Linked DNA regions of Mus musculus: all the other regions are linked to region 6. A link is a contact called in public HiChIP or PLAC-seq and promoter capture Hi-C data. All regions are on one chromosome and are shown on one strand. Each heading gives the region's core, a stretch centred on a gene start, on an enhancer-like site or on the middle of the called end of the contact. The rest is flanking DNA. Distances are from core to core; before and after follow the strand shown.

Region 1 (2,700 bases), core at 104-2,603, 160 kb after region 6:
TAAGATGAGATAATAAAATTGATTTAGGGGGCCATATTTGTGACTCTAGAACATTTTCTATACCTTCATAAATACCTCAAGACAGACTATTCTTCACTCTCTGGTTTGGTGTGTTGCCGATCTTTTTCGGGTTTTGTTGTTGTTTTTGCTGTTGCTGCTGCTAGGGCTGCTGTTGTTTGGTTTTGTTTGTCTGATTTTGAATTTGTTGGGGTTGGGGAGCATTTTCGGAGAAATGTTTTTCTTGATCACATATCTGACAGCTTTTTAGTGACTGCTATATGCTAAATATAGTAGCAACCTCAGAGACCCCTAGAGGTAGAGTGTTAAAGACTGGCTCCCAAGGTGGGAAGCTATGGGACCTTTAGAAGGTCGCGGGGAGGGGGTGTCTATTGGGGCATGCCCTTGAGAGTGATGGTAGGACACCTTCCACCTTCAGGTTCCTTTTGCTCCTCCGTTCTCATTGTGAGCAGCTTTCAGCTTCACATGTTCCTGCCATGACACCGCCTCACCACCAGCCCAGACGAGAAGGGCCAACCTATCATGGACTAGATCCCTCAATGCTGTGCGGCACAAATAAACCTTTTTCTCTTATAACCCAATTATTTTGGTTACTGTGTTGTAGTAACAGATAATCAGCCGCACAGCAAGATTGGGGATCTGAAAGTAAGCAGTGTCATTATAGAATTAGGCGCAGTGGGAGTAACACAGAGGTAGAAGTAGATTCTTGTGGTCACACCAGGTATCAGAGCAAGAACTGAGGGAGGTATAGTGTGGGAATACAGAGCAGTGGACTGTTAGTTGTTTCAGAATGTTCCACAAGACTTTCAGAGAGGTTATCACTAGGCCCTACTTGTACTTTGGCCACATATGAGGGTCATCTCTATATTAAGTATCTGCAGTGATCACTAAAGGGACCTTTTCATCTCCTGGATGATAAACAATGCTCTCTGCAGTCTTCATGTTTCCTTGGGTACCACTGTAATCCTGTCTCCACCCATCAGCCTTAAGGATAAGGAAACTACCTGCCACACATTTCTAGAAAGCAGCAGTATTCTCTGAAATGTTTGTAAATGGAAAGGCCTTTCCTTTGAATTAGCTCTGAGGTCAAAGCCGAGCTTAGCATGGCCTTGGGCTGGTACTTCTTCTTTCCAGCAGTGTTTGCATGCAGCAACCACAGTGCCCCCAAGCACGCTGCAGCTAGCCCCGGCCTAGGTGAGAAACCTTCTGCTGCCTTTTATTGTCACACAGGTCTCTCTCCTGATAGCGGATGTACTTAGAAACGCTTTGTAAAGTCCTTGGTATTCGTGTGGTTCTTCCTAGAAACCGAGACGGTTTCAAGAGAAGGGTTGCAGCCCCTGAGCAGTAAGAGAACTCGTACTCTGCAGTCATCTATTAAGGGATTCCTTTACAGTGGTCCTTCCTTCCTCTCTGCTTACAAAAGATACCTGAGAATAATTTTAAATTCTAAAAATATGTTAATGTTAAGTGTAGGATCGTGTTTGTTTAATTTTCCTTTCTGTATTTCCTGAAAGTCTAAGGATATACAGATAACACATCAGGCCCTTTTCTTGTTTAAGCAACTTTCAAATTGGACTTCCAAGCTGTGTCTTCCATCGCCTGTTTCTCCAGCTCCAGTCCTCTGTGAGCTGCCGTGTTGTCAAGTCTGTAACTGGGTGAGGGGTGAGTTTGAGGAAGAGCCTGACTCGAGGAACTGGTTAGTGATTTCATTTGCAGAGATAGAAGACTGGAAAAGGAGAACAAGGTTGGGTGGAAGGGTAGTGGTACAGAAAAGGCCAAGAGAAGCGCGCCTGGCGTAGCAGGCTGCCAGCCCCGTGCAGAGCATTTTGGCTAAGCAGTTCTTCCTTCCCCTCTCTCCAGGACCCTTGCTCATCCATACACCATTTTAGTGAAAACCTTTTGGATATAAGTATCGTAGGAAGATCCCTTGTTCTCATCAGCTTTCTGATAAACATACAGTGCTCTAGAAATATTGACTTTAAAAACAAAACAACAACAGTAACAACAAAAACAGAACAAACAAAAACCACATTGTTTAAAAGTGATAATTAAACAAAAACCCTAAAAGGGAACGACTGAACCAGCTGTGATGGTGCATGCCAGCAATCCCAGCACTCTGGAGGCAGGGCAGAAGGATCGCTGCAAGTTCTAGTCCAGCCTGGTCTACATAGAAAGTTCTAGGCTAGCCCGGGCTACATACCCAAGATTCTATCTCAAAAGGGGGGGGGATCAAAATAGGTCTGATAACAGAACTTAGCACGTGTGCAGGCCTGAGTTTAGTCCCCAGCACCCTTCTCCTTCCCCAAAGGGAAGGAAGATCTGAAGTCAGTGACTTGCATAGTGACAGTGAACCTGAGTCACAGGTCCCAGTCCTGCTTCTGTTCCTGGCGCTGCCAGCCACCAGCTCCTTGCTCTCAGATGTCTCTCTCTGTCCATCTGCCCTTCCCTGTTGCTGGAAGCAGGCCATGGTGCTTCATCAAACATCAAACTGGAGGTTATATACAGCACGAGCTGGTTAGCCCAACATGGAACTTTAATGTCTGCCATGCTTCACGGATATTTCCTTTCCCTTTTCCCTACCCCTGTCCGTACCCTGAGATAAGGCAAGAAGAAGGAGAAGGGAGAAGAGAGAAGGGAGAGGGGAGGAAGAAGAAGATGAAGAAGAAGAAGAAGAAGAAGAAG
Region 2 (2,700 bases), core at 78-2,577, 240 kb after region 6:
GTTCTTTCTGAACTCTGACTGGCTGGTTCAATTCAGCTGTTCTGGCTCAAATTCCTCTCCAAGCTGACTGGTTCTAACTGGCTTCTCTCACTTTCTGACTGAATTGCTCTGATTGGCCCCGAGTTAACTCTGGCAACCTGTTCTAATCTTCTGGCTCCTTCTCACTCTCTGACTCATTCTGTCTTCACCCGTGTCTAGCTTGTTCTCTTTTCAACCCATCTCAGTAAAACTGCCTCTCTCCTCGCTTTCTCTCTGCACTGCTCTCCTAAGTGGCTTCACTGCCTCTCTCCTGACAGTTGGGCATATTCTATATAGTCTATTTTGTCAGGTTGTTCTCTGATTCATCACTTTGTCTGCCACTCAATTACACATAACTTTCAAATATGGGTGCTTCCTTCTACAAACTAACTTTACCTTCACTGTTTGGGATTAAAACTGTGTTCTAAGTGCTGAGTCATACCACAACTAGAAACAACTGTTTTTTAGTAAATAATACAATCTCAGGTTTCACAGTGTGATCACATATCCTGCAGCATATACCAGCCTTTTTCCCTTTGAATTTTACTTTACACAATGTCTAAGTTACCCAGATCAGACTTGGACTTACTTTGTTGCTCAAAATAGCCTCAAACTCATGATGTCTACCCACCCACCCCTCACCTCATATCCATGAGGTCTGGGGAAAGGCTAAAGGATTTTCTTCAGTATAATGAAAGTCCCATATTTCCATTTTCTAAAATTTCAGAAAGGATTCTGATCGATTTTATTCCTGATGCATTCATGTTGACATGAATCCATAAGTCACTTTTTCTAAGCCTGTGAATAGTCAGAGAATATGGTGTATTAATTAGTCTCTAGAGTCTAGACCACTTCTGAAGTTTAAGTCCAATCCAGATAATCCCATAGCACCAAAGCAGTAAAGTCTAACCTGTGTGTGTTTATCTCCCCCTATGAGTTAATAAACACACCCCTTAAAGATAAGGATTATGTCTTAACTATATTTGACTGGTCCCAGACTCATTTTTTTAAGTTTTATGACAATTTTTTCCATTAGACTTACTTTATGTGTTTGCCTACAGGTGTGCAGTGCGTGTGCCTGGTACCCACAAAGGTCAGAAGAGGGCATTGGATACCCAGGAACTGAGTTACCGATTTGACTACAGAGTGGGTCCTGCTCAGGAATGGTTAAGTGGGTCACAGGAATCCTGCTGCAGCTCCTGGGAACCGCAGGCGGTCGCTAGCGCCGGGCTGTCCTCCGCACCACCAGGGGGCGCCGTGGCGCATACGGTCTCCCCGGATTGGCGGGGCGCCGCTCTCTGGGCGGGGCATAGAGGTGGTAAGAGGACTCGCGGCGGGCCGCTTCGGCTTCTTCTCGGGCCTGCTCCCTCGGCGGCTTCCCGCGCCTTCAGCCGGCCACCATGGGGAAACGGGATAATCGCGTGGTGAGTATTCGGCGGGGAAAACGGAGCAGTGAGGCGGGGCCGGGCGGCAGGCGAACGAGCGGAAGCCGTCGCCCGTCGCGGCGGGGCTGGCGGCCGCGTCGCACTTGGGGCCCCGAGACCCCGCGCCGTGCGATGCGCGTGCGCCTTGCCGGTCCTCAGCGTCCTGCTCGGCCGACCCTGGGGCCTGTCGCCCCGCAGCGGTAAGGGCTGTGAGCCGGAGCCGCCGGTGCCGAGAGGCCCAGACCCAGCGCAGCGGGACCACGGGGATGGGGGTGGGGGACAGGGATGAGGGCTTTGGGGTACTCTAGACTCCAGTGCCCTCGGAAGTTAGTGACTTCTGAACCCAAGTTTCTACCTGTGGGAATGGGAGTCCTCCTTAGTCACCGCTTGACCACAAAGGCAACTGCCCAAGCGAACGCGAGTGGGTACCTAAAGAGCTGCCCGGGAAATGACAGTGTTCCCCGCTCTGTCTTAAAAACAACAACAACAACAAAACAAAAAACAACAACAACAACAACAAAAAACGTCCGTTTTAGTTTCTTGTGGTTCTGTCGTGGAAGCTCGGTGGCCACTAACCTTGCTCGCACTGTGCAGGAATGTACTTTCCTCCTGGCTTCAGGACGAGACCGTAGAATGAATGGAGTTGAGATGAATAGAATAGAATAGACCAGTTGAAATGGTCTATGTGTGTGGGCATCCAGAGTTCGACATAGTGCTTGGACTATTAATGTCCTCAGACACATCTCACCTGATTCCTGGAGATTTTTCTGTTTTGTTTTGTTGTTATTAATGATGCTATCGTTGTTTTAAAGATTATAGGCTTGCTTACAGACATTATTACAGTTTCTTACTGAAATCCAGACTTTCATTTTACTGGAAATTTTTATTTACACATTCCTTAAGGCATTTTCAAAACCTATGAAATTAGTCTCGTTTACTGGAGGGTGTTGACAGCTCTGTACTGTTCTGTTCTGTTGTCATCGCACAATATGTTCTAGTAGCATTTTGTTTGCACTTAAAAGATTCTAAGACTGAAAACATTACATCAAAAGGTGGGAGGTGTTGGAGATGTAATGGAGAACTAATACTTAGGGCAGGGTAAGGATGCTTAAACTGTGACCAGAACTTGTATCATTTGCTACTTGGTTCAGTCCTCATGGATCTTGATATCTCCCCCAGCCCCCCACACCACCACCAGCCCCAAAGTCTCACTTTTTAACAGGACTTTTAAACCACAGCTATCCTATACATCCTGGTC
Region 3 (2,700 bases), core at 23-2,522, 180 kb after region 6:
GCCTTTAATCCCAGCACTCGGGAGGCAGAGGCAGGTGGATTTCTGAGTTCGAGGCCAGCCTGGCCTACAGAGTGAGTTCCAGGACAGCCAGGGCTACACAGAGAAACCTTATCTCGGAAAAAGAAAGAAAGAAAGGAAGAAAGAAAGAAAGGAAGGAAGGAAGGAAGGAAGGAAGGAAGGAAGGAAGGAAGGAAGGAAGGAAGAAAGCTGCCCATGACCATCCACCAAAATGGCCTCATACATCACCAGCTGAGTGTATCTAAAATACAACTAAACCCTAAAATACAACTCCCTGTAGAATGGTTGCTATATGAGAGGGTCACTCCCGAGACATGACCATATAAATCCTAGTAAAAAAGAAACTCATTGAGTGTGTGATGAGTTCGTTAAGCAGAACTGGCTGGTGAGGGATGGGTGCTGTGGGTTGGTATAAAAACTGTACGGGGGGCTGAAGAGATGGCTCAGCGGTTAAGAGCACTGACTGCTCTTCCAGAGGTCCTGAGTTCAATTCCCAGCAACCACATGGTGGCTCACAAACATCTGTAATGGGATCCGATGCCTCTTCTGATGTGTCTGAAGACAGCTACAGTGTACTCATATACATAAAATAAATAAATCTTTTAAAAAGAAGAAGGAGAAGAAGAAGAATTTCAAAGAATTCTCAGTGAAAGCCCAGAGGTCGCATCCTACTTGTTTGTATAAAATCTTTGAGGAATAATCATTTTTGTATGAGCAATATTTGGCATCCTTCCCAGAAGCAAAGAAGGCAGGTGAGTGAAACACTTCTGGTCTTCCAAGCCCGGGGCTGTCTCCTTCAGGAGTTACCTCACCATGCCATATTCAGAGGGTAGAGACATGGAATCTTCCACAAGTAGGGCAAATAACTTGTTCGGGAACACCAACTATTACACAGCAGAGCCAGGTTTGAATCCAAGTCGTCCTGATACTATAGCTGCCAATTGCTCTACTCTGTTAGGTTTTTGCTCTTGACAACACCAAACATACAAGAGCTTTTTTTTCTATAGTATTTTATGTATTGCTACAAGAGAACAACAATGACATTTTAGAGGCGAAAGAGCAGATCACATAGTCAATGCCCTCGATTTCCACTTTCCCCAGCGTTCGAAAGGCTGATTGATTCTCTGTCACATTATCAAGAGTTACATGCTTTCTATTCTAAAACTGATGCCTAGGAAATACAAACTCAATAAAGAGAGTCTTAGGGCAGATGGTTGCCAAATAGCCAGAAAGTTAAATACCATCTGTCAGTATTATCTGAGTTTAATAATTGCCTGCACTGACCCACAGAAGCATTCTACAGAGTGGATAACACGGATTAGAGCTATATTCTTTTTAATCTCCCTTCTCTCTCCTTTGTAAGTAAACCATCTTGATGTCACGTTGAGATGTGTATTGTGCTAAAACAGTCAGAGATCTGGTCAGTAGCCATGTAGTTAAAGTGATGGGAGGGCTAGGGGGAGATGTGGGGACAGGAATAGAGTGGTATTTAACTCTGCGGCAAGATCAACTACTCATCTCCACTCTCTGGGTACCTAGTAGTTGCTTTGTGGTCCTGGCCAGAACTGTTAGTTTCTCGTTTGAAAGTTATGGGGTTTTCCAGGTTAAAGCAAAGGTATAAAAGAGAGTGTACATTGAAACAGAATAGAATATGCTACAAATTCTTTGAATATGGAGATTGTGGTGAGCAGATAGGAATTCTTAGAAATTCTGGGTTGCCAGCCCTGCTGGTCCTTAGCTACAAAGTGCCAAATGCCACCAAGAAAAATATAACAAATACTGTCACTGTTCGCAGGAAACAAACTTCATGATAATATTACTCGTTGTCTGGTGGCTTCTCTAGACTTGTCGTCATTGATTTCTATGAATTAAATACCCACTAGCAGAAGCTAACAGTTTATAACTGTCCTTTGTGGCTTGAAGGCCAGTGAGCAAATGTCTAAAATGTTACTGAGCGCCTTGCCAATTTTCCCCTCCCTTGCTGTGTTGGTGGGCATCCATATTGTACTCTCCTAGTGACCTCAAGGAAACGAAGGGCTTGACTGGCTGTCACAGATGCCCAGGCACCAGGAGGTGAGAAAACCTGCCACCTCCGGCTCGGTCAGAACTTGCGTGCAGAGCTTCAGGCTCTTACGCAGCTAGGCTTTCTGCCTCCTGTCTTCTTGGTCTTTATTTAAAGAACTTTAAAGGAGCATCCTATTAGATACGGAACCCAGGTAAAGGGGACCAGTCTTGATAGAGCGATAGACAGATCCAGGATAGCTCAGTCTGAGAACAAGCAGATACTTTCACACTCTAATCAGTGTTGAGTTTTCAACTCTTTTTTTTTTAATTAGGTATTTTCCTCGTTTACATTTCCAATGCTATCCCAAAAGTCCCCCATACCCACCCCCCCAATCCCCTACCCACCCACTCCCCCTTTTTGGCCCTGGCATTCCCCTGTACTGGGGCATATAAAGTTTGCAAGTCCAATGGGCCTCTCTTTCCACTGATGGCCAACGAGACCATCTTTTGATACATATGCAGCTAGAGACAAGAGCTCCGGGGTACTGGTTAGTTCATATTGTTGTTCCACCTATAGGGTTGCAGTTCCCTATAGCTCCTTGGGTACTTTCTCTAGCTCCTCCATTGGGGGCCCTGTGACCCATCCAATAGCTGACTGTGAGCATCCACTTCTGTGTT
Region 4 (2,877 bases), core at 313-2,812, 200 kb after region 6:
TCCCTGGGAGAGGCTAACAATTCTCCTTCTCCCAGCAACCATTAGTTGCCAGTGTTTTTTTGTTTGGTGAGTAGGATCCTGTGAAACTTTCTCCTTTCCAGATTAATATGACTATGGATACTTCTGGTTTTCTGGTCTTCTTTATGCATCCATTCCCAGGAGAAACTGTTTCAGTGCTGGCTTCTTGGTATTCTGACTCTTAAAACATTTCCATCCTTCTTCCTCCATGTTCCTGAGCCACTGATTCGGGAGCTGTGGTGTAGCTGTGGCACTTGGCTCCCCATGCTCCATTGATCTTTGCCTTGCGCCCAGTTGTTTTCTGTGATACTCTTCATCTGCTGTGAAGAGAGACCTCTTTGAGGGGTGGCAGTTACATTTATCTGTGGGTATAGGATAAGATTCAGATTGTAGTAAGAAATCATTCCGGTCTAGCGAAGTGGAGGTAATAGACTCTTTTCTAAGGTCCATGATCTCACTAGCTCTGTGGCTTCTCTGCCTCCACCCTCCAAGGCTGCCTCACCCACCCTACATTTAAGTAGGTTTTGAACATCTCAACTCCGATTCTTGTGCTTATTCGGCAAGCATTCTAACTGCTGAGCCACCTCCCCTACCCTACCCTACCCTCCCCCCTAAAATCATAATTCATGATTTTCATCTCATTTCTCTAAGCTAGATTATCTGGGCTCAGTGTCAGCGCTGCAGATTGAGAAAGAAATTCATGGAAACACTACCACTGGTAAACAAACATAAACAAAAAATGTTCACATCTGCTAACAAAACTCTGTTAATATATTCAGAAATGACTATGTTTTGTTGATAGTTGTATTGTCAGGATCCAAACAAAATTCAGTAATGAGTTTTGAACATTAGGTAAATGTTCTCTGAAGAGATTTTTTTAAATGGCCATAATGTCAGACCTTCGGTTAGCTATGTAATCTCTCAGAGTCTCAGTGTGTCTCCATCAATATAAGGAGAGTGTGCAAGAGGAGTTGGTGGCAGGGGCGGTGGCAGCTGGTTGGTGGCAGGGGCGGTGGCAGCTGGTAAGCCTTATTTCTTTAGGCAGATGACAGGGAATATACCTGTTCCTGTGCATGTCATTTTCCAGATTGTAGCGGCTCTAAAGTTATCTGGTGACCTTTGTAAACAGCATAGCAGAGCACCATGGGTGAATTAAACCTAGAGAGATTTGGTCCAGGGAAAGGAGCAAAACACCAGTATTAAATCTTCCTTGCAAAATTAGTCATAATGAAACCAAGGAAGTTGGGGGAAGGGAAAGGGTGCTGTGAGATTAACAGAGAATGAGAGGTTTTGGAGCGAGTGGGAATGTCTTGCATTTGCCACCTTCCTGGCAGGGTTGCTTCCGCCAGGCAGACTTTTCTGCCCTTCCACGGTGCTAACTGCTTTGTTCGTGTGGTTTATTAATTTTATAGTACTCTGGTCTGTGCCACAGCATGGTCAGAAGCTGAGACAACGGGTTTTTACAGATGAGCAGAGGTTAAGTACCCACTTGCTCTCCTTGCTGTGTTAATCAGTTACAGAGCCAGTGTTAGGAGCCCGGGTCATCTAGTCTCTTGGCTTCTGTGGCTTTCCCGTTACATGATTCAGTATCCTAGAGCCTCAGCAGTGGACACAGTCCTGTCCCCCTCGAGAGACAGCACTTCCGCCTGGCAAAGCTAGATTCAATCCCCAGGGGGTGGGTGGGGGAGCAATAAATCATGCACCAAAAATAACACCTTCACTGCTAAATTCCACTTAGTAGGTGATTTCCCAAGGATGAGCCAGTGCAGTGAATCATCGCCCTGAGAGCTGATTCGAACAGTAGTTCTGTTTTATTTACTACCTCGTGGTTTTTAACCTTTAGAGCCTTCCTGGGAGGGTCAGAGTCTCCTCACCATGAATATAAAACAGACTCTGCTTATAAGCCTTCAAGGGTCCCTTTTCCTTTTGTTTTGTTTTTTGTTTTTTTTTTCCTCCTTTCCACTTAAAACATCCCATGATCAGGAGGACCCAGGCAGAACAACAGCTAACTTTCTGAGGTGTTGATTGTGCAGGAGCAAACCTGGCACCCTGCAGATGCTATAAACTGGCATCCATGGCCTCCCTGGGCTTCCTGGGCACAGACTCACGTGCACAAACACTCTCACACTCAAAATGACACTTTTTTAAAAATTTAAAACGTTGGGGTTGGGAGCTCCCCCAGTCAAGAAGGTTAGGCAAGCATGAGAATTGTTAGGCAAGCATGAGAATTTAATCTTGGCTCCCTAGCACCCACACAGAAACTGGATCTGGTACCTTACTCCTGAAATCCTGGTACTGGAGACGTGGGTCCCAGAGGATTCCCTGAGCTTTTTAGATGAGTTTTATAAGTGAGGGACCCAGTCTCAAAAGACAAAGCCGAGAGCCATTAAGTGTAAGGGAGCCTCAGCGCAGTTCTGTTCAGATGGCACGAAAGAGTGGAAGAAATTCAGATCCCCTTTCCATTCACATATTACCTGGTTTGAAGGCAGTTTAAGAAAATGACACACTCCGCTATAAATACCTCAGGACAGTTTGTCCACATTGACACTTCCATTTCCTAAAATGAAAACCTCACTGGCCCACAGGGATGAGGGGAAGTGTGGGGGGAAGGGGGAGGCTGGCTTTGTTCACCAGGGTTATTTCAACAAGCACATCCGAACGCTAGGAACTTCCTCTGATGACTCAAGACAGTTGTCAAACACCAGCGTTCCTCTGTTTGACCCCTGCTGAAGTAAGATCTGGGGAAGCATGGTACAGAGTCTGAATCATGTAGCTGGTGTTTTGTCTGTATCTGAATTTACATCTGTCACATACCCAGTGTGTCCACCCATGAAAAACTACATTCTTCAGCTATCACTG
Region 5 (2,894 bases), core at 241-2,740, 150 kb before region 6:
CTTCTGCTTCCGAATGTAGTAGTGATAATTAGGCAATTTCATAACAGCCAAGAACTTTAATCCTCCACAGGATGCCATCCGTGTTCAATTTAATGAGAATGTAATTGACCTTCCCTGCTACAAACTAAGCATCCCCCCTGGGCCGGGCTTGTTCATAGATTAAGATGACAGTGCAGGCCATCATCTGGAACATCAGACAATACTTTCTTGTGAGTCCTTAGGCCTGCATAATTGAAATAACAGCTGTTGGGACTGCATGGGAAGCACTGGGGAACACTGAACATGCTAACATAGTTAGCCTCAAATCAAAGGTCAGGAGATTTTAGTTTGTCACATAAAACAAAACAAAACAAGCAAACAAAAGAAAAAAAACACCATTCATGTAGCCTAGGATATCACATAGTCATGTGTTGAGCCTTCTTGGCACACAGCTAAGCTGTTTAGATATATTTTTAGTTTGTTCTCGGTGTCCCCATTTCTTTTTAAATCACTTTCTTGTGGAGGGGGGGGGGGAAGAGGGAGCCACATTTAAATTTAATGGAGACAGCGTTGGCCAGAACTTTGAGGAACATGAATGCATTCATCCCACCCCCTTCCTTAGAAGCAGCCTCCGGTGTGAGGTGAGATTTGAGTCATATTAATTTGTCCCAAACCACACCAAAATTTAGCTGTTCACATCTGAAACATCCCACGATTTCTGTTGCAAGGAGGAATTTGTTCAGCCATGTTACAGCTTCCTATTTCTCTCCTCTCCCAAGAAAGGCTGGTGTCCTTATCAGGGAGACAGCCTTCATTTCCCACAGTGTGGAGAGCTAAATAAATACTCTCTCACAGTCGATGCAGAGGTAACTTTTTTTTTGATGGATTAAAAAAAAAAGCTGTTCTGAAAGTCCATCACTATTCCAGCATCCCCATTCAGTGAGGGGCTTTTGTCTCTCTCTCAGTGGGAGCTGCCATTTTAATGGGACCTCCAGCGGGGCCTGATTTGATGATGTGAAGTAGGCCTGGAAGAATCTAGGAACTTTTTTTTAAATTTCGATTTTGGTTAATTTAACCATAGTAGCTTTCAAAAGGACTGAAATGTTAAAGTGAATCCACAGAAAATGTCGCTGAGAAGCGGCTACCAGATAATTTCAGGGACTCCTTTCTGAAGCGCTGTCCTGTGAAAACCAATCTCTTGAAGTTCTAATAGGCATTACGAGCTCCCTGCCCCCAACCCGCAATCTATTTTCAAAGAAGAAAACCGGGAGAAGAATTCATTCTCAGAAATATGCATACGTATACACAGACACAAACACCCGCCCTGAAACCAGATGAAACAGAATCGCTCTTAGCTGACTGGTGAGGCCAAGCCTGGATTTGGATGGCTTTGTGGTAATTCTGGGGTTTCCCTTCTCCCTGAGTCATAGTCACCGCGGTATGTGAAATACTCTCCCCACCGCACCACCTCCTCTCCCGAGATCCGGAGTGCCAAAGCTGCACACCACGCACTTGCCCCACAAAAAGATGCCAACCCCCTGGGCACACTTCCCAAACTTTTGAGATAAGACTGATGCTCTGGGCGGGGTGGCAGGGTTGTGGGGAGAGCAGATGGAGCCTGCAGAGCCAAGCCTGCATGCAGCCAGCTCTCCGAGGGCGGTGCTGGTGTGGGCTCTGCCTCCGTAGTCCCCGCGGCCACACGCTGACTGTGCTTGGCAGCTGCTCGCCCAGATGCCAACCGCTGGAATGTGTTTTATGTTCCCGCACCTCTGCTTGGCCTGCCTGGGGACAAACTTGCTGGGCCTCTCAAGTGAGATGGTGGGTGGCAGCAGCTGGGGAACAAAAGGAGGTGCCCTCAACACGTGAGAGTTGGTCACCCTTCTGGGAACTGTCTCATTTCCCGGATGCCCTCTTTGTAAGGCTAACAGACCAAAGTCTCCACCTAGAATGATTGTTTTAGTATGTGGCTGACTGTGTGGACCTCGGAAGCCCGGGAAATTAATTCAGTGTTTCTTGCAAAGAGTCAATCAAGTGCTATCACGTAGAAATGAAAACACACACATGCGCACGCGCGCGCAAGACGAGAATCATTCTGGATGTGTGCAATTTTATTGTATCTATCCTTGTTGTATTCCGATAGTTGGATGTCTACAGAAATTAATTTGAAATTCAACTTTGTTTTTTTCCTATAACCAGGTTGTCTGCAGTAAGACTGGGCGTGGGAAAGATGTAGGCACTTAGACCTACACACAACAACAGATACAGGAAAAGCCTTTAAGGTTTCATGATTTGAGAATCTTTGAGACAGTTTTAAATCATTCAGATGATAAGATATGATATCATGAAGTTGGTAGCTAATCAATTTTATTACTCTGTTTTATTTGGCCAATGTAGATACTCTCCGGGTTTTGTCTTGTTCTTCTCCTTGTTGAAATGGTTGGTCCAAAGGTTTCCCAGCCCATCAGTGCATCTCTCTTGGTTATGAAACTATCTCCTCAAATTAAAACATTACCTCTTACATGGAGGAAGTAAGTGAAATTCATAAAATGCAATAAAAGAAACACACAAGGCCCAGATAATATAAGAAACTTACAAGGCTCAGGAAAGTCATAATTTTTTTTAAAGGCTATGCCCCACCAGTCCCAAAGTTATATAAGCAGTAAAATCTGCTTTGGAGGGGTCAAGGGGAGTTGGACATACACAGATGGACAGTGGGCTGGACGTCAACAAGGGCAGGGAGATGTATCCAGGGATGCATTGAAAAGCAAGCTTGCAGCTGAAAGAGTCAGACTCAGATATTTGACCAAACCATTGGACAGAAGCAGCTGACCCCTGTTGTTGAATTAGGGAAGGCTGAAAGAAGCTGAGGAGAAGGACAACCCTGTAGGAGGACCAGCAGTCTTAATTAATCTGAA
Region 6 (2,748 bases), core at 220-2,719:
CCATGTTCAACAACTCCCTTTGGGTAACTAGCAGTAAACCTACGATTTAATCTTTTCCAATACATATGTTAAACTCAAATGAAGTAAAACAAAACATTCAGAGCTGCTTGAAGCAAACAAGCATAAATTACGCAAAAGAGCCATAAAAAAATTCTATGTCACCTTTGATTGCTTCATTGCACTAAAACATATTGAGGCTAAGATACGATGATCTCTTCTTTCCAGGAGGCCCAAACTACTGCTCCTAATCCAAGGACAAATAGAGAAGACCTCCTGATATCAAGATTTACTTTCCTGGCCTGGCAGTGGTGGCGCACACCTTTAATCCCAGCACTTGGGAGGCAGAGGCAGGTGGACTTCTGAGTTCAAGGCCAGCCTGGTCTACAAAGTGAGTTCCAGGACAGCCAGGGCTACACAGAGAAACCCTGTCTCAAAAAAAAAAAAAAAAAAAAAAAGAAAAAGAAAAAATTTACTTTTCTAGGTTCAAACATGGGCAAGGTGGGGGATGGGGAAATGATGGGTTGGGGGAAGCGTAACCAAAATGAAGGCTATACGAAAAAAGCCATCTTACAGCCCTGCTGTGACTTCTGCAGTGAGCAACAGCAGCACAGTGCTGTTCAGTTCTCACTGTACAAACTATGTCATGGGCACATGATTCATGCTCTGAGCCAGAAAGTGACAGTACATATGCACTTACAAAATCACAAGTCTGAGGTGACAAGAAGAGATCGGAGCCTCGTCGCCTTAGTTGCAACACTTAGACGATCAAGAACTACAGCAGGCTGCGTCCAAGCTCACAGAGGCCACTTACGTTACGGATCCAATGAGCCCAACCGCAAACACACTCAACAATACTTCAGGCTACATGTCACTTGTCGTATTGCTTGAAGGGGGAGTATATTGATCTAGAGGAGAGTCATGTGGCAGACTGGGATTCTAAAACTCACTGAGTGCTTTAATGAAGTCAAGCAGGCAAGACTTGCTGGGACAGCTCATCCCAGAACCGTAACTGTGCCATGTGGGGCCATGTAGCAGGCTGCATGCTGACTCAGATGAGCAAGGAAGGGGCACTTGTGAATCATCGTGACCACATCCTGCCCCTCCCTCAGCTGTTCCCTAGAAACTGTCTGTCAATCTTCTGGGTGAGTTCTCCATCTGAAGACCAGGTATGCTCAGTGCAACAAATGCCTGTCAACCTAGGTCCATCCTGCAGGAACATTATGGCTCTGATTCTTTCCATGCACTGGATGTGTGACACTCACTGTAAGTGTGAAACTCATGTCTGTGCATGCAGACGTGGGGCTGGATTTGGGAGTGTTTTTCACATTGTGTTTTGATGGGTACAAAACCAGTATCTATCTCTTCTTATATAGACCCCTAAAAGATGCCTTTAACCAATTTAAGTCAGTCAGAAAGAATTGCTGAAGTGTACTAGCCAGAAAACTTGGGAGGGATGATGGAGACTAAGTGACTCAGCAGGGAAGAGTGTGTGGTAGGCAAGCAAAATCCTCCCAGACACCTTCAGACGCAGAACAAGAGGAAAGGCGAGACGTTTTTCTTGGGAAAGGGAATCTCATAAACTTAGTACTTACTGAGTGTCCTGGGATTAGGATTTGAAATATTGAATACTTAGTACAGTATCCGGGAGAATTTGAAATTCAGACAAGCCTGAACATTGTTTCAAAAGCAAGAAATAATTTTTAAAGGTTTTTTGACTTAATAAAATACTTGCAACTTTTAAAAGGGGCGGACTTATACACGGTGTGATAATGTTGACAGAAAATCCTAAATACTCCAGTATAGACTAAAATTACTTTGGCTGCTCCATGCATTTTATGGGTCCTTTCAAGTGTTTGTTTATTTATTAGTTTTTGTTTCATTTTGTTTTCTGTTTTGTGGAAAACATTTTGCTATTTTGACAGGGACTGCCTTCTCTCGGGCTTTTTTCAGCAATGTGGGCATCTGAACAGCACGAAATCTAATGCAGGTTATCTTCCAATCCATTAACACGAATGTGTTCCCATCTAATTGTATTTTCCTAGGTGCTATATACTTTTCAGTTTATACCCTTCGCCTAAATGGTATGATGCAAGGGGGGAACCGGGAAAGGGGATAACATTTAAAATGTAAATAAAGAAAATATCCAATAAAAAAGGGAAAAAAAGGTATTATGCACCCAATTTCTCTTTTTGGATGGCTCACTGATAACATAGATCAACACTAGTGATTTTTTTCTTTTTTTTTAATTAGATATTTTCTTCATTTACATTTCAAATGCTATCCCCAAAGCCCCCTATACCCTCCTCCGGCCCTGATCCCAAACCTATCCACTCACACTTCCTGGACCTGGCGTCCCCCTGTACTGGGGCATATGATCTTTGCAAGACCAAGAGCCTCTCCTCCCATTGATGGCTGACTGGGCCATCCTCTGCTACATATGCAACTAGAGACACAGCTCTGGGGGGAGGGGGTACTGGTTAGTTCATATTTTTGTTCCTCCTATAGGGTTGCAGACCCCTTAAGCTCCTTGAGTACTTTCTCTAGCTCCTTCATTAGGGGCCCTGTGTTCCATCCAATGGATGACTGTGAGCATCCACTTCTATATTTGTCAGGCACTGGCAGAGTCTCACAAGAGATAATGCTAGTGATTTTTACATATTGATTTTTCTGGCCTACAACTTTCTAACAGTACCTTGGCGTAGTCTTTTTGGTAATTATAATTTTGTTGTCAGTAGAAACAATTTCCCT

Evidence for each region. Promoter capture Hi-C pulls out the DNA fragments that hold promoters and counts their contacts. HiChIP or PLAC-seq counts read pairs in DNA pulled down with a chosen protein or histone mark.
Region 1: a BATF HiChIP or PLAC-seq map of CD8 T cells shows a contact between it and region 6, with 7 read pairs. The contact joins two enhancer-like sites. A contact is called at or near these places in 5 of 115 datasets of contacts at active chromatin or transcription factors (CD8 T cells, effector CD8 T cells, embryonic stem cells and 1 more).
Region 2: a contact with region 6 is called in a promoter capture Hi-C map of macrophages, with 9 read pairs. The contact joins the promoter of Fam133b here to the enhancer-like site in region 6. A contact is called at or near these places in 3 of 39 promoter capture datasets (hematopoietic stem and progenitor cells, macrophages and neutrophils), 2 of 484 Hi-C or Micro-C datasets (Th1 cells and bone marrow-derived macrophages), 2 of 115 datasets of contacts at active chromatin or transcription factors (effector CD8 T cells and embryonic stem cells) and 3 of 9 other capture datasets (adipose tissue, liver and macrophages).
Region 3: a BATF HiChIP or PLAC-seq map of CD8 T cells shows a contact between it and region 6, with 6 read pairs. The contact joins two enhancer-like sites. A contact is called at or near these places in 1 of 484 Hi-C or Micro-C datasets (natural killer cells), 4 of 115 datasets of contacts at active chromatin or transcription factors (CD8 T cells and embryonic stem cells) and 2 of 9 other capture datasets (adipose tissue and liver).
Region 4: a FOXA1 HiChIP or PLAC-seq map of pancreatic cancer cells shows a contact between it and region 6. The contact joins two enhancer-like sites. A contact is called at or near these places in 1 of 15 datasets of contacts at CTCF or cohesin (CD8 T cells), 4 of 484 Hi-C or Micro-C datasets (the AML12 cell line, Th1 cells and bone marrow-derived macrophages), 10 of 115 datasets of contacts at active chromatin or transcription factors (CD8 T cells, bone marrow-derived macrophages, effector CD8 T cells and 6 more) and 1 of 9 other capture datasets (embryonic stem cells).
Region 5: a BATF HiChIP or PLAC-seq map of CD8 T cells shows a contact between it and region 6, with 7 read pairs. The contact joins two enhancer-like sites. A contact is called at or near these places in 4 of 115 datasets of contacts at active chromatin or transcription factors (CD8 T cells, effector CD8 T cells, pancreatic cancer cells and 1 more).

What each region holds. Positions count from the first base shown.
Region 1 is chr5:3,459,903-3,462,602 of GRCm38.p6, forward strand. The region is part of intron 4 of Cdk6 (cyclin-dependent kinase 6); the gene reads left to right. Among named protein-coding and RNA genes, the nearest start is that of Gm29868, 49 kb to the left of the region's middle. Within about 2 kb of position 1,354, at least 79 of the 459 cell types and tissues checked have an H3K27ac peak or open chromatin away from gene starts, as enhancers often do. A contact at or near this core is called in CD8 T cells and effector CD8 T cells, where this site is marked.
Region 2 is chr5:3,542,506-3,545,205 of GRCm38.p6, forward strand. Fam133b (family with sequence similarity 133, member B) reads left to right here and starts at 1,328. Exons shown (of 11, transcript NM_001042501.1): 1 at 1,328-1,442. The coding sequence starts at 1,419.
Region 3 is chr5:3,476,344-3,479,043 of GRCm38.p6, forward strand. All of the region lies in intron 5 of Cdk6 (cyclin-dependent kinase 6), which reads left to right. Among named protein-coding and RNA genes, the nearest start is that of Gm29868, 65 kb to the left of the region's middle. Within about 2 kb of position 1,273, at least 14 of the 459 cell types and tissues checked have an H3K27ac peak or open chromatin away from gene starts, as enhancers often do. A contact at or near this core is called in CD8 T cells, where this site is marked.
Region 4 is chr5:3,500,124-3,503,000 of GRCm38.p6, forward strand. The region is part of intron 5 of Cdk6 (cyclin-dependent kinase 6); the gene reads left to right. Among named protein-coding and RNA genes, the nearest start is that of Fam133b, 42 kb to the right of the region's middle. Within about 2 kb of position 1,563, at least 196 of the 459 cell types and tissues checked have an H3K27ac peak or open chromatin away from gene starts, as enhancers often do. A contact at or near this core is called in the AML12 cell line, CD8 T cells, Th1 cells and 5 more, where this site is marked.
Region 5 is chr5:3,150,806-3,153,699 of GRCm38.p6, forward strand. No RefSeq gene overlaps it. Among named protein-coding and RNA genes, the nearest start is that of Gm36548, 120 kb to the right of the region's middle. Within about 2 kb of position 1,491, at least 196 of the 459 cell types and tissues checked have an H3K27ac peak or open chromatin away from gene starts, as enhancers often do. A contact at or near this core is called in CD8 T cells, effector CD8 T cells and pancreatic cancer cells, where this site is marked.
Region 6 is chr5:3,300,257-3,303,004 of GRCm38.p6, forward strand. All of the region lies in intron 3 of Gm36470 (predicted gene, 36470), which reads right to left. Among named protein-coding and RNA genes, the nearest start is that of Gm36548, 31 kb to the left of the region's middle. Within about 2 kb of position 1,470, at least 154 of the 459 cell types and tissues checked have an H3K27ac peak or open chromatin away from gene starts, as enhancers often do. A contact at or near this core is called in the AML12 cell line, CD8 T cells, Th1 cells and 10 more, where this site is marked.